3 separate regions of the Hordeum vulgare genome follow, and regions 1 and 3 are each linked to region 2. A link is a contact called in public Hi-C data. All regions are on one chromosome and are shown on one strand. Each heading gives the region's core, a stretch centred on a gene start, on an enhancer-like site or on the middle of the called end of the contact. The rest is flanking DNA. Distances are from core to core; before and after follow the strand shown. Region 1 holds the start of LOC123398465 (zinc finger protein CO3-like). Region 2 holds the start of LOC123395713 (F-box protein At1g78280-like). Region 3 holds the start of LOC123394935 (sulfate transporter 4.1, chloroplastic-like).

Region 1 (4,014 bases), core at 1,073-3,572, 260 kb after region 2:
CCACCACCACCCAACATCCACAGCAAAACATAACCATGACCGGTTGTAGACCGGTGTTGGGCCGGTACAACCGCCCAGGGGTTGAGCGGTACAACCGCCCATGGCAGCGGTACAACCGGTGAGTTAGAAAACACGAAAGACCAAAAATGCCATAACTTTCGCATACGAGCTCCGAATTAAGAAAACTCAAGCTCATTGGATAGCACATGACAAGTACTATCCAAACAACGAATAATCGACAAAATCTTCCAACATAGAAAACATCATAGAAGATGCATATGGGCCCCGTTTTCGATGAACTCGAGCTTGTCATGAAGATGACCATAAGCTCTAATACTCACAAAGACAAACACCAAACAATAACCAAGAAATATGATGCAAGGATGCAAATGGTTTGAGCTCTCAACGAACGATACGATCAAGCTACTCACTTGAGAGCCCCCCCTTGACAGTACGGCAATCTATCCTAAAATAGAAAAACCCTATCAGGGGCAAACCTATACCTTGCACCTAGTCCACTTGATCTATATGATGATGATCTTGACTTCCTCAAGATGGACCACCTTTCTTGATTGTGTTGGCTTGATGAAGACTAGTAAATTTCTCCCCCATAGTCCACTGTGGGTGAGCCACTCTTTAGCACATCTTCACAAGTCCATTGCCACCACAATGGACGACAAGCTTCAAACATGATATCTTCATGATGCTCCACTTGAACTTGCACACCGCAATCTTGACGACGATCACCACTTGATGTCATCCTTCATGGGTTCAATGAGATCTTGCTCTTGACGCAAGCCCATGGAAACACACCTAACCCACATAGAACTCTCACGAAGACCATGGGTTAGTACACAAAAGCGTAATGGACAATACTTACCATACCATGGGATCACTTGGTCCCTCTCGGTACATCTTGTACGCATTGTGTGCTGATCAACTTGATTTACTCTTTGACTTAGTCTTGATCAACCTTGAGTCTTTATGACCACTCTTTGGATAATACCTTGAATACCACATTGGTCATCATATAAACTCCTTGAAATCAACAAATGGACTTCAAGAAGTGTCTATGGAAAAATTCTTCAAATATAACTTAAGGTAACCATTCGTCCGTAGGGATTGTCATGAATTATCAAAACCACATATGGAGAAATATGCCCTAACACACTTCACGTTTCAAATTCTTCACTTCAATTTTTTCAAAGGGTACACCAATTCCTTCACTATTCATATAGTACATTTTTAGGGTTCGTCTTTCTTGGTTAAACCAAAATTTCCTGGGACTTTCTCTCATGTGTATAATCATAAAAACATTAGTCCCTTAACCCTTTTGTCTTTAATACACGAAAACCGCAAAAGGGGCACTAGATACACTTACATATGAATCAAGTTTACCGCTCCCTATCCATCTGGACAAGACCCTCGATGGTTGAATTCGTACTCCCACTCATTTTAGTATGCCGGACGAACTGAGAATGTACCCGGTATATTGTATTTCTCTCCCACAAGTTCACCGATTTCTTGAATATTTTGAGGTATTTGTTGTATTCGTTCAACATTCACCAAAAGAACACGTCAAATACAATCCCATGCACATGTACATGGGTTTATTAGCTCTTCGACACAAGATAGCATGAAAGATCCCTTAGGCATAACAACTTTACGATAGACAATGAATGAGATCCAAGGATCCTGTTAGATATTGATTTGAGATCCCGTGCCGACATAGCAAATACAACCTCTCTAAAATATTTGAGTTCCAACAAAAAGGCGCTCCCTTGTGTATGATGATCCCCGTTTAGGTCCATCCTTTAAGATATTTTCAATTGAGTAATACTTTACGCTGAAAACACGTGCATAAAATGAACCTGAGTTCTACATTGATCGTCACCACTCCTTTACTAATAGCCTAATAAGATTAAAATTGTGAAGGTCCCTAAACCCATGCGCCCCATTCTTCTTCGGAATGCTCATCTTGCAAACCAGTGCAGTTTTCTTCTTTTCTTCGTCATCACCCCAACTAAAATCCTAAGATTTGATCAATAATTGCATTGCATGTCCTTTTGGCAATTTACAAAGACCGATGACATGGCAATTCTTGCACAACAGCCTTGACAATCTGAAGTTGCAGATAAGATTTGACTATTCCGCCATCGGAGACCCGCGCGTAGACGTGTCGAAAGCGCAAGCCAGCACTGGCCAGGAGCAGCAGCCCGCTTATCCTGTGGGCCCCACCAAGCCCTCTAGCCGGTCCCACCGTGAGCGCGCCAGGCCACAAGATAAGGGACCGGCCTCTCTCAGCCGTTCGAACCCCGCAACGTGTCGCCCGACTTGTCTAACTCTCGTCCACAAGACGAAAACCAAACCAGATCAAAACACAGGGCCGCACGCTGCACCCTGCTGCGCTCCAGCCTTCTTTGCTGCGCGTGATAGAGCCGACGGAGGTGAGTGGGGGTACAGGATAAGCGTATATATAGCCCGCCTGTGCGGCGGGTGAACTGGACCGATCGACCTCGCGACCGGCGATGATCAAGGCCGAGCCGGACCTCCGTGGCCAGCTGCGCGGCAGCGCTGGCGTCGGCGGCATGCAGCTGCAGCAGCGCTGCGACTCGTGCCGCTCGGCGCCGTGCGCGTTCTACTGCCGCGCCGACTCGGCGGCGCTCTGCGCCGCGTGCGACGCGGACGTGCACTCGGCGAACACGCTGGCCAGCCGCCACCGCCGCGTCCCGATGGGCGCGGTGGCCCCGGCCTCCCCTGCCGGAGGCGCCTTCGTCGTCCGCCCCGGCGGCGTCAACTCCTCCTGGCCCATCCGCGAGGGCCGGAGGTCCTACTACGACGACCGCGAGGGAGAGGAGGAGGAGGCGACGTCGTGGCTGCTGCTCGATCCGCTCCGGGGATCGGAGGCGGATGCGCCGGCGTTCGGCGACGCGCTCGTCGCTGACTTCCTCGACCTCGGACGAGCAGGCGAGAAGGAGGCGTCGAGCAAGGACTACCACGGCCACGGGATGGAGAGCAACGAGGGCAGCCACGACCACGAGCTCGTCGTGCCCGGTGAGCCGGTGGCGCAGCTGCATGAGCGGCAGGGCTTCACGGCGGAGATGGCGTACGATGCACAAAACTCTAACCATGGGTACGGATTTGGCGCAACATTCGAACGCAGCGTGAGTTACTTGCATGAATGAATTCTATATATGGACTTGATCTCTATCTAGCAACTGTCCACGAGCCTATAAGATCTCCACATAGCTGTTAATAATTTCTAGTAGATGTGCAAAATCCGATTGGACATTCAGATATGCATCTCAATTCCCTTCTAATGTCACAGCACAGCACGTAACCATGGGAAGCTTAAGATCGACTTAATTATAGAGTGCCTGATTGATCTCTCCATGCATGCCCTTCTAATCGTACTTGTCTCGTCTTAATTATTATTTCCAGCTTTCAATGTCATCGTCACCGGACAACAGCAGCACCGTCCAGGATGTGAGCAGCTCGTACATGAGGCGCAGCGAGAGCAGCGTCGACCTCTTCTCAACGGCGGCGCACACGTCGCCGCAGTTCATGGGCATGGCGATGGACAGGGAGGCCAGGGTGCACCGGTACAGGGAGAAGAGGAAGATGAGGCGGTTCGAGAAGACCATCAGGTACGCGTCGCGGAAGGCCTACGCCGAGACCAGGCCACGGATCAAGGGGCGGTTCGCCAAGCGCGCCGACGCCGACCTCGAGGTGGACCAGTACTTCTCCGCAGCCGCGCTGTCTGACTCCAGCTGCGGCGTCGTGCCGACTTTCTAGGGCGGCTCGGTGGAGAGACCATGAGCGTTCCTCCTTCCATGGTCGATCGATCGACGCCTGCATGTTGGTTGGCTCTCCTTAATTTGCCGAATATCCTAAACTTTACTGGAGGCATCAAAGCTTCACCTGTAAATACTAAATACAGTATTATGGAAAGATGCCAGATAGATCTTTTCTTGTACCTAAAAGCTTCACCTGACGTCTGATATAACAAGCTAA
Region 2 (4,128 bases), core at 1,531-4,030:
ACCAGCGGAAAATAGATTCATGGTAAGTCGAGGAACATGAGCAACATCAGGAAAAGAATAAGAAGGAGTGATAAGATTGCCTCTACTAACGATAGAAAGGGGAGTACCATCAGCGGTGAGGACATGAACAGGAGAATCAAGCGATCGAAGAGAGGACAGAGTGGAAGAATTAGAAGACATATGAAAGGAAGCTCCAGAGTCCAGAACCCATGGGGATGTACCTGACTGTGTAGAAGGTGGTTGCTCAATGCGGGAAGTCTCAGTCACAGAACCAGCAGTACCCGTCGAGGAGGAACCCGAAGCAGCGAGCAGACGCTTAAGTCTCAGAATATCCTGCTCGGTCAAAGCGATGGCTGAAGCTGTCGAGGTAGATGACGAGGTCTCTGTAGATGATGATTGCGGCTTGCGCAAGTGTTTCTTCTTCGTGTAGCAGTTGGACTCAATATGACCATCATTGTTGCAGTAGCCACAATGTGGACGGGGGCGACCTAAGCCTCCAGAAGGAGTGGGCAAGAGCGGCGGAGCACTCAAGCGAGAAGGGGTCGGCGTAGCAGGTGGCGTAGAAGTAGCCCGAGCAGCGAGCACCGAGGGAACCTCCAGCAAACCAGCACCACGTAAGCGAGTCTCCTCAGCACGAATCTCAGAAAGCGCCTCCATGAAAGAGATACGGCCACGAGCAAACAACTGAGCAGGCCGGGGCTCAAACTCCTTACGGAGCCAAGACAAGAACTCGTAGACGCGATGAAACTCCAAATCGGCCTGGACAGCCTGGCAACAGGGGCAAGTACGACAACCAGCACTGCGGAGAGAATCAAGCTGGCGCCAGATAGCAGAACTCTGTGCATAGAAGTCATCAACAGTAGAGTCACCCTGCTGAAGAGCATGCTCCTGAGGGACCATAGAGAGGTATAAGGCATCACCCGAGGGCTCATAGTGCTGACGAAGGCGAGTCCAAATCTCAAACACAGTAGGAAGGCCCAGAAACTCAGAGGCAAACCGAGGCAGAACGCTAGCAGTGAGAACAGCTGCAGCACGAGCATCATCATCAAGCCACTGGGTGTAAGCAGACAGAGCACCATGATACGTCTGAAGAGCCTCCTCATAAGCCAAAACCTTCTCATCATAAGCACTCACAGCAGCCTCATCAGCAAGCTTAGCCGCATCTTTTGCGGCCTGAGGAGCATCCGCAGGAAGAGCCGGTGGGGTCGGCGGAGTGGGAGCCACAGGAGGAACCGGACATGGCGGACAACAGACTTCGCCAGAAAGAAAACCCCATAGACGGATGCCACGCATGTGAATGCGCATGAAGCCAATGAACTCAGTGTAGTTAGTGCCATCAAAGATCACCGGACAACGAGGAACAACAACGTAGCCGGATGCAGCAGACATTTTTTTTTGGGAATCACAGTCAACGCACAACGTCCGTGTCTGAAACGCGTTCGCGTCGAGAGTCGTCGATCTGGCAATGGGGTGTTCTGGATCGACCTGGCAATGGGGTGTTCTGGATTAGGAGCCGCCGCGAGACCTGGAGCCGCCGCGAGACTGGATCATGAGCCGCCGCGAGTTGGGATGGGGCGGCGCCTCGATCTGGATCAGGAGCCGCCGCGAGTTCTGGAGCCGCCGCGAGACCTGGATCAGGAGCCGCGAGACCTGGAGCCGCCGCGAGACTGGAGCCGCTGCAAGACTTGGAACCGCCGCGAGTTAGAGCGGGGACAAGATCCGATCGAAGCAGCGGTCAGGGCGGGGCGAGATCGAGGCAGCAGTCGAGGCGGGGCGAGATCGAGGCAGCAGTCGAGGCGGGGCGAGATCCAGGCAGTCGGGGCTCCCCCCAGCGGTAGAAGAAGGGGCGCTCTCCAGCAAGGAAGAAGAGACAGGAGCGGCGGCGGCAGTGCAAGGAATTAGATCGGGAGGAGCACGAGTTGCGCGTGCTAAGAAAACCTAGGCTCTAATACCATGTTAGGAATAAGCAACTTGTATTCCCATGAGGCCATAGGCCGGTATATATAAATGTACAGGTGGTGGACTATATGCAGAAAACCCCTTATATATTGGGATAAATACAAAAGGGTACATGACTTATATTATAACTCTAACACATATGAGGGAAGAAAGCCTGACATACATAAATGAACATGGGCAGTTTTGATCTTTGACCATTGAGCTGATCCAAATGTCCCACATGCAAGTTTCACTGAAATTCTCAGGAAACATATAACTGGGTCTCATTTATGCACATTAAAACCTTCTGTCATTTAAAAAAAAAAACTGGCCTCCCATGGATGATCCTTTCTCCCAGAAGCTCATACCATCATACCGACGCCGTATGTGTCATTTGGCCCATAGTAACGCTCACAAACGACCATAACCAAACAAAATTCAGAATCACGCATGGCTAGCTAGTCCACTTGGGTTGAGTGATCACCATTAAAATAAAAAAAAAAAAACCTCAGAATCCACATTTCTTAGCTAATGCATGGAAGTAACTGCAAAGCAGATGAGAAAAGAACAGAAGGGGGAGACAGAGAGAGAGGCGGCGACCTGCTGACGCATGCGAGGCGTCCGATGTCGGTGGGCTGGAGGAGGTCGACGATGGCGCAGAGTAGCTCGTCGGGGAGCACGGCCAGGCCGCCCAGCGCGGCGTCCCTCCGGTCGTTCCCCGCCGATTCCATCGCCGGCGACCGGGCCGGATCGGTGGGCTTGCTGGGTTTGGGTGCGTGCGGGGAGGGAATTGCGCGTTGTGGAGTTGAGGCGGGATGGACACGGACCACGTGACCACGCGGTGGGCCGGAGGAATTTATTTATAGTGGCTAGCTTTTTGAAAAGCGTGGACGCGTATTGGATTCGTTGATGCGGCCTGTCGAGCAAAATTTCGTGTTTTGAACTTAGAGCATCAGCATGTAAATGGTGCTCGCACGGTCCCAACTAGTTAGCTAGTGCTTCTTTAGAACCTCTCAGTAATTGCTTCCACGCGCCGTCACGTATCGTGTTTTAAGGGTTTTCTTCATATTTTTATTTTAGTTTTTGCACATATTTTCGGCTTTTTAAACTAGAGTTTTTTAGATTTTTTTTCACACAAACGTGTCTTTTGGAAAGAGAAAAAACACGTTTTCTATTATTTTTTTTCGCAAGAGGCATGGTTTTGCTGTCGCGAGAGGCACAGTCGTGCATCTCTAAAAGGGAAAAAACGTGTTTTCTGCTTTCTCTTTTTTCCGCGAGAGACACGGTTTTGATTCAGCGGGAGACACGGCCGTGCCTCTCGGAAAGGGAAAAAACGTGTTTTCTGCTTTCTTTTTTTTTTTCTCCGAGAGGCACGGTTTTGCTTCCGCGAGAGGCACGGTTTTGCTGTCGCGAGAGGCATAGTCGTCCCTCTGGAAAAGGAAAAAAATGTGTTTTCTGCTTTCTCTTTTTTCCGCAAGAGACACGGTTTTGATTCCGCGAGAGGCACAGCCGTGCCTCTCGGAAAGGAAAAAAAAACGTGTTTTCTGCTTTCTTTTTTTTCTCCGAGAGGCACGGTTTTGCTTCCGCGATAGGCACGGTTTTGCTATCGCGAGTGCCTCTCAGAAAGGGAAAAAAACGTGTTTTCTACTTTATCTTTTTTCCGTGAGAGGCATGGTTTTGCTTCCACGAGAGGCACGGGTTTGCTATCGCGGAGGCACGGCCGTGCTTCTTGGAAAGGAAAAAAAACGTGTTTTCTGATCTCTCTTTTTTTCCGTGAGAGGCACGGTTTTTGCTTCCGCGAGAGGCACGGTTTTGCTGTTGCGAGAGGCATGGTCGTGCATCTTCGGAAAGGGAAAAAATGCCGGTTTTTTCGTCTTGTTTTTTTCGTGAAAAAAAAGTTTGTTAAAACCTATCAACATGGGATCTAGTTTTGAAGATCTCGACGCAAGAAACCAAACGGTGAAAACAGTTCAAGATTTGAACGCACGATTTAAGAGATAAAACGTTTTGAAAATACGGATCTACGAGAAAAGGAAAAATTACAACAAGTGGCACGCATGTAGTGTTGGGGAACGTTGCATGGGAAACAAAAAATTTCCTACGCACACGAAGACCTATCATGGTGATGTTCATCTACGAGAGGGAGATCGGATCCACATACCCTTGTAGATCGCTAAGCGGGAAGCGTTA
Region 3 (3,972 bases), core at 1,218-3,717, 300 kb before region 2:
GACATGACCAAAAATTGGTAGGCTAAACTTTCACCACCATCCAAACATGGACTTAGCACTTGGGTACAAAACACTGCCAAAAGATATAGTATCAGAAGACACAAAGATAATGCAGCTAGCAGGTTCACATTTGAGCTATGCACATCATTATGTTGTTAATACAATAAGGAAGAGTATAACGAAAAATCTGTATAGATGTTTGCATATTTTATTCTCTAGAGGAGGGCGTTTAATGCTTCAATATTTCAATTTCTCCAAAATGGATAAACAGGAACACCAACTTTCCTCAGTAAACAGAATTACCTTAACAATCCCATCAAGCATTCCAATATTCCAACCATGAATGCCAATAATATGGCTAATTCCGTGTACAGCTCACTAGATGAATTAACTATACCCCCAAGAACATTGGACACTAGCAGAGAAACAAGTGCCACTGGACCTACTGCTAATTGTCGTGAGGACCCAAAAATCGCATAGACAAATAGTGGGACAAAGCCTGTGTCTGTTCAGCACAATGCAAAAAAAATATGATTTGGATCAACTAATAGCTCATTTGGGGAAAAAGGGGGAAAAACAGAGAGGCACTGTTAAACGTAAACACTTACAGAGCCCATAAATTGGGTGAAGCCCAGCCAGCTTTGCATATGACATTGCCTACAAAACAGTACAAAGTTGATTATGCTCTAATTTTAAGAACTCGAAAACAGTTCACATGTCAACAGGATTTTTGTTACTAATTTGTAAGAAACTAGGGAAAACAACAAGCTGTGAGATTACGTGCTCACTTGTTCTATACAAATTAGTACAGTAGTACGGAGAACCAGTAGGTTCAGCTAATCAAGAAATCTCTGCAACATACCACCAATTTTTTTTTTTAAATCAGTTCAAATGAAATATACAGATACTTACCAATTACAAACAAAAATTGTAGAGAAAACATCAAATCAAAGTATAGCATTTTTTCCCTGGTACACTGGAAAATCATGAACACGGGAGTGACTGACTAATATTCTCCCCATACATAGGCTGCTATGATCTCATTCATTCCAACTTAACAAGCCAAACTTACATGAAGGATCACGAGGACATGAAAATACTGTGTTCGCTGGCAGGCAAATCAACCTAACTGCTCCAAATATAATTCTGCAATATGCTAAAAGTGGGTGTAGTGACTAGCCATTCCAGCCAAGTTACACAAATGAAAATTCTGTAATGCGTAACACAATGGGTGTGAGGAACTAGCAATTTAAGTAAGCTCCATAGCGGTTAACCCCCACTGAATGCATTACAGATTACAACTCCATTGAGTAACAGTGTTGTTTGCAAACAACTCATATACGAAATCTACAAAGACAGTAGCTTATAGTAACACTCCCTTGTGCTCAGTTAAGCTGTATTCACAACTTCAGATCTCTGAATTAACGGTAACCAAGCTTCAACAGAATAGCATTTTAGAAGGAAAAAAAGTACTCCCTCCGATCGGAGGGGGTAATAGTTTTTGCATGAACTATCACCAAGCATATTTTATGGCAAGCAAGAGAGCAACCAACGTTTTTTATTTCCTGAACCCAAATCAAACAATCAATACGTCAATAAGCTCGATCGGGGGGCAAAGGATTTATTTTGCTGTAAGTAATAACCTCAACTGGCTTGGTCACTGAAACATTTTTGAATAATACGTAGTCGATACTGTCAAAGCAATCCAGATCTACGTACGACAAATGGTCAGAGTGACAGGGTACCTGAGGCACAAGCATGACGCCGACAGTGATGCCGGCGGTGAGGTCGGCCTGGAAGTCCTCCTTCCATCTGTAGGTACGCATCCACGCCAAGCATGGGAGGGCCGCCTCCGCCCATTCCCACGGCCCCATCCCCCGCGCCCTCTCCATCGCCGCCGACAACAGCGACGGGGAGGAGGCGGCGGCCGCCTCCCGCACAGCCGCATCCAGTGGGTGGCGCAGCGGTATCACCCTCACCGGCCTCCCTGCTCCGTAGACGGCGGCGGTGAGCTCGCCGGAGCTTGCAGACGCGAACGACGACTTCTCCATTGGATTCGAGGATTCCTTTCAACTGATCAGTTGCGCTGTCAGGACAATCATAGACGCAAGGGAATCAATAGCGGGGATTTTGAGCTGAATAACTCAGCGCTGCGCGGGGCAAATCAGGCGACCATCGGCCACAGCTGCGGAGGTGGCGGGTGGGAGACCACGGTTGTGCGGCAGACGGTAGAAATGGCTGCGCAGCTGACGTGATCGAGGCGAGGCGAGGCGAGGCTGGAAGCTGGATTGGGGAAGACGGCGCCGCCGGAGCCCGGCCGGGGCGGAGGCGGAGGCGGAGGCTGGTGGGGACAAGTCGAGGATGTGGGGAGCAAGCGGGGAGTGGCTGTACGTTTCTCCGCGGTATCGACGATCGGATTCGGGAGTGACGATCGGACGGTCCTGCTGAAGCGATGATTATTCTCTGCGGTGGACCGCCCGTTGATGTTGTTGTTTTTTTATGAAAACCGCCCGCCGATGTAACAGGACGGGATAGCGGGGGGCAGCGATGTACCTGGACAGCATGTCTGCACGCGTGCATCGAATCGCATCGCTGATTGCTGTGGTTGCGTGTAGGACAAAAGGGGCGAAAGTAAACGGGTGCATTTGGGGTAAGTTTAGTTGACGTCTCTCAATGAAATGAAAAACGTGGGAGTAATAAATAGTTTTAGGCTGCGTTTGGGACGTCGTGTCAAAACCGCTCCGTAAAAGTTACACCTGTAAAAGAATTAAGGTCTGTGGTCAAATCGTGTTTGGAACGTCGTTTTGCACTGTAAAAATTACACCGGTTTCAGCCCTGTTTGGAACCATAATAAATTATGATAATCTGGATTATGAAGATAAATTATATAATCTGGTTTTTAAAAATAATCTAGATGAACATGTTTGGAGGCCGGATTATATAAACAGTAATCCAGGTTTTACATTGCATAATGACCTATCTACCCTCTGTTTTTTTTAAAAGAGGAGGGTAGCGGTGGTAGAAATGTTATTATCTCCAACTTTACAAGGGTAATGGGTCATTAGCAATCCATAATCTGATTTTAGCTGGTATAGAGTAGATTATGAGTTTTTAATAATCTATCCATCTAGTTTTTATAATCTACACTATAAGTTGTCCTGTTTGGAAACATAATAGATTATAAAAACTGGGTTATATAATCTAGGTGGTTCCAAACAGGGCCTTCGTAGGATACATCCGTATCACACCGGTATTTGACACACCACCCAGCACATATGTATTTTTCCTCTGTATTCTCTCTGGACAAGAAGAGTTGGCGAGGGAGCGAGGCGCCGGCGACTGCGACGGCGAGGAGGCGAGGAGTCGTCGCCGGCGAGGAGGCATGGCCGCGACGGGGAGGAGGCGAGGAGCCGTCGCCGGCGACCGCGACGGCGAGGAGGCACGGCTGCGGCGGCGGTCGCTGCCACGGGAAGGAGGCGAGGAGCCCTCGCCGGCGACCGCGACGGCGAGGAGACACGGCCGCGACGGCGAGGAGGCGAGGAGCCGTCACCGACGACCGCGACGGCGAGGAGACACGGCCGCGACAGCGAGGAGGCGAGGCGCCGTCGCCGGCGGCTTCGACGGGAAGGAGGCGAGGCGTTGTCACCGACGAAGTCTCTTCCTCTAGCCTCCTCTACCCGACGGTGTTGAGCTGGCTCATCCTCCCAAACAGCTTTCGGTGGGATGAAGTTTACGGTGGTTCATCCTCCCAAACAGCTTTCGGTGGGATGAAGTTTACGGGCGTAAACCACCTGTCACCAGTAAATTACGGATGTAAACTATTACGGCTGGAATTTTTTTACACTGCTTCCAAGCAGGGCCTTAGGCCCCGTTTGAAAACTCGTTTTGTTTTTACAGATGTACGAGTAACAGTTTAGGCCTTACGGAGGTATTATACCGTCTACAAGTATAAAACCGATGGATAAGAATACA

Evidence for each region. A called contact is a pair of places that touch in the nucleus more often than the background predicts.
Region 1: a Hi-C map of leaf shows a contact between it and region 2, with 6 times the contacts expected there. The contact joins the promoter of LOC123398465 here to the promoter of LOC123395713 in region 2. A contact is called at or near these places in 2 of 6 Hi-C or Micro-C datasets (leaf and seedling).
Region 3: a Hi-C map of leaf shows a contact between it and region 2, with 2.3 times the contacts expected there. The contact joins the promoter of LOC123394935 here to the promoter of LOC123395713 in region 2. A contact is called at or near these places in 2 of 6 Hi-C or Micro-C datasets (both in leaf) and 1 of 1 datasets of contacts at active chromatin or transcription factors (embryo).

What each region holds. Positions count from the first base shown.
Region 1 is chr5H:358,141,519-358,145,532 of MorexV3_pseudomolecules_assembly, reverse strand. LOC123398465 (zinc finger protein CO3-like) reads left to right here and starts at 2,322. Exons shown (of 2, transcript XM_045092933.1): 1 at 2,322-3,164; 2 at 3,442-3,976. The coding sequence starts at 2,529. The coding sequence ends at 3,795.
Region 2 is chr5H:358,405,552-358,409,679 of MorexV3_pseudomolecules_assembly, reverse strand. LOC123395713 (F-box protein At1g78280-like) reads right to left here and starts at 2,780. Exons shown (of 16, transcript XM_045090741.1): 1 at 2,539-2,780. The coding sequence starts at 2,669.
Region 3 is chr5H:358,709,900-358,713,871 of MorexV3_pseudomolecules_assembly, reverse strand. It overlaps LOC123394935 (sulfate transporter 4.1, chloroplastic-like), which reads right to left and starts at 2,467. Exons shown (of 17, transcript XM_045089824.1): 1 at 1,746-2,467; 2 at 609-657; 3 at 304-505. The coding sequence starts at 2,051.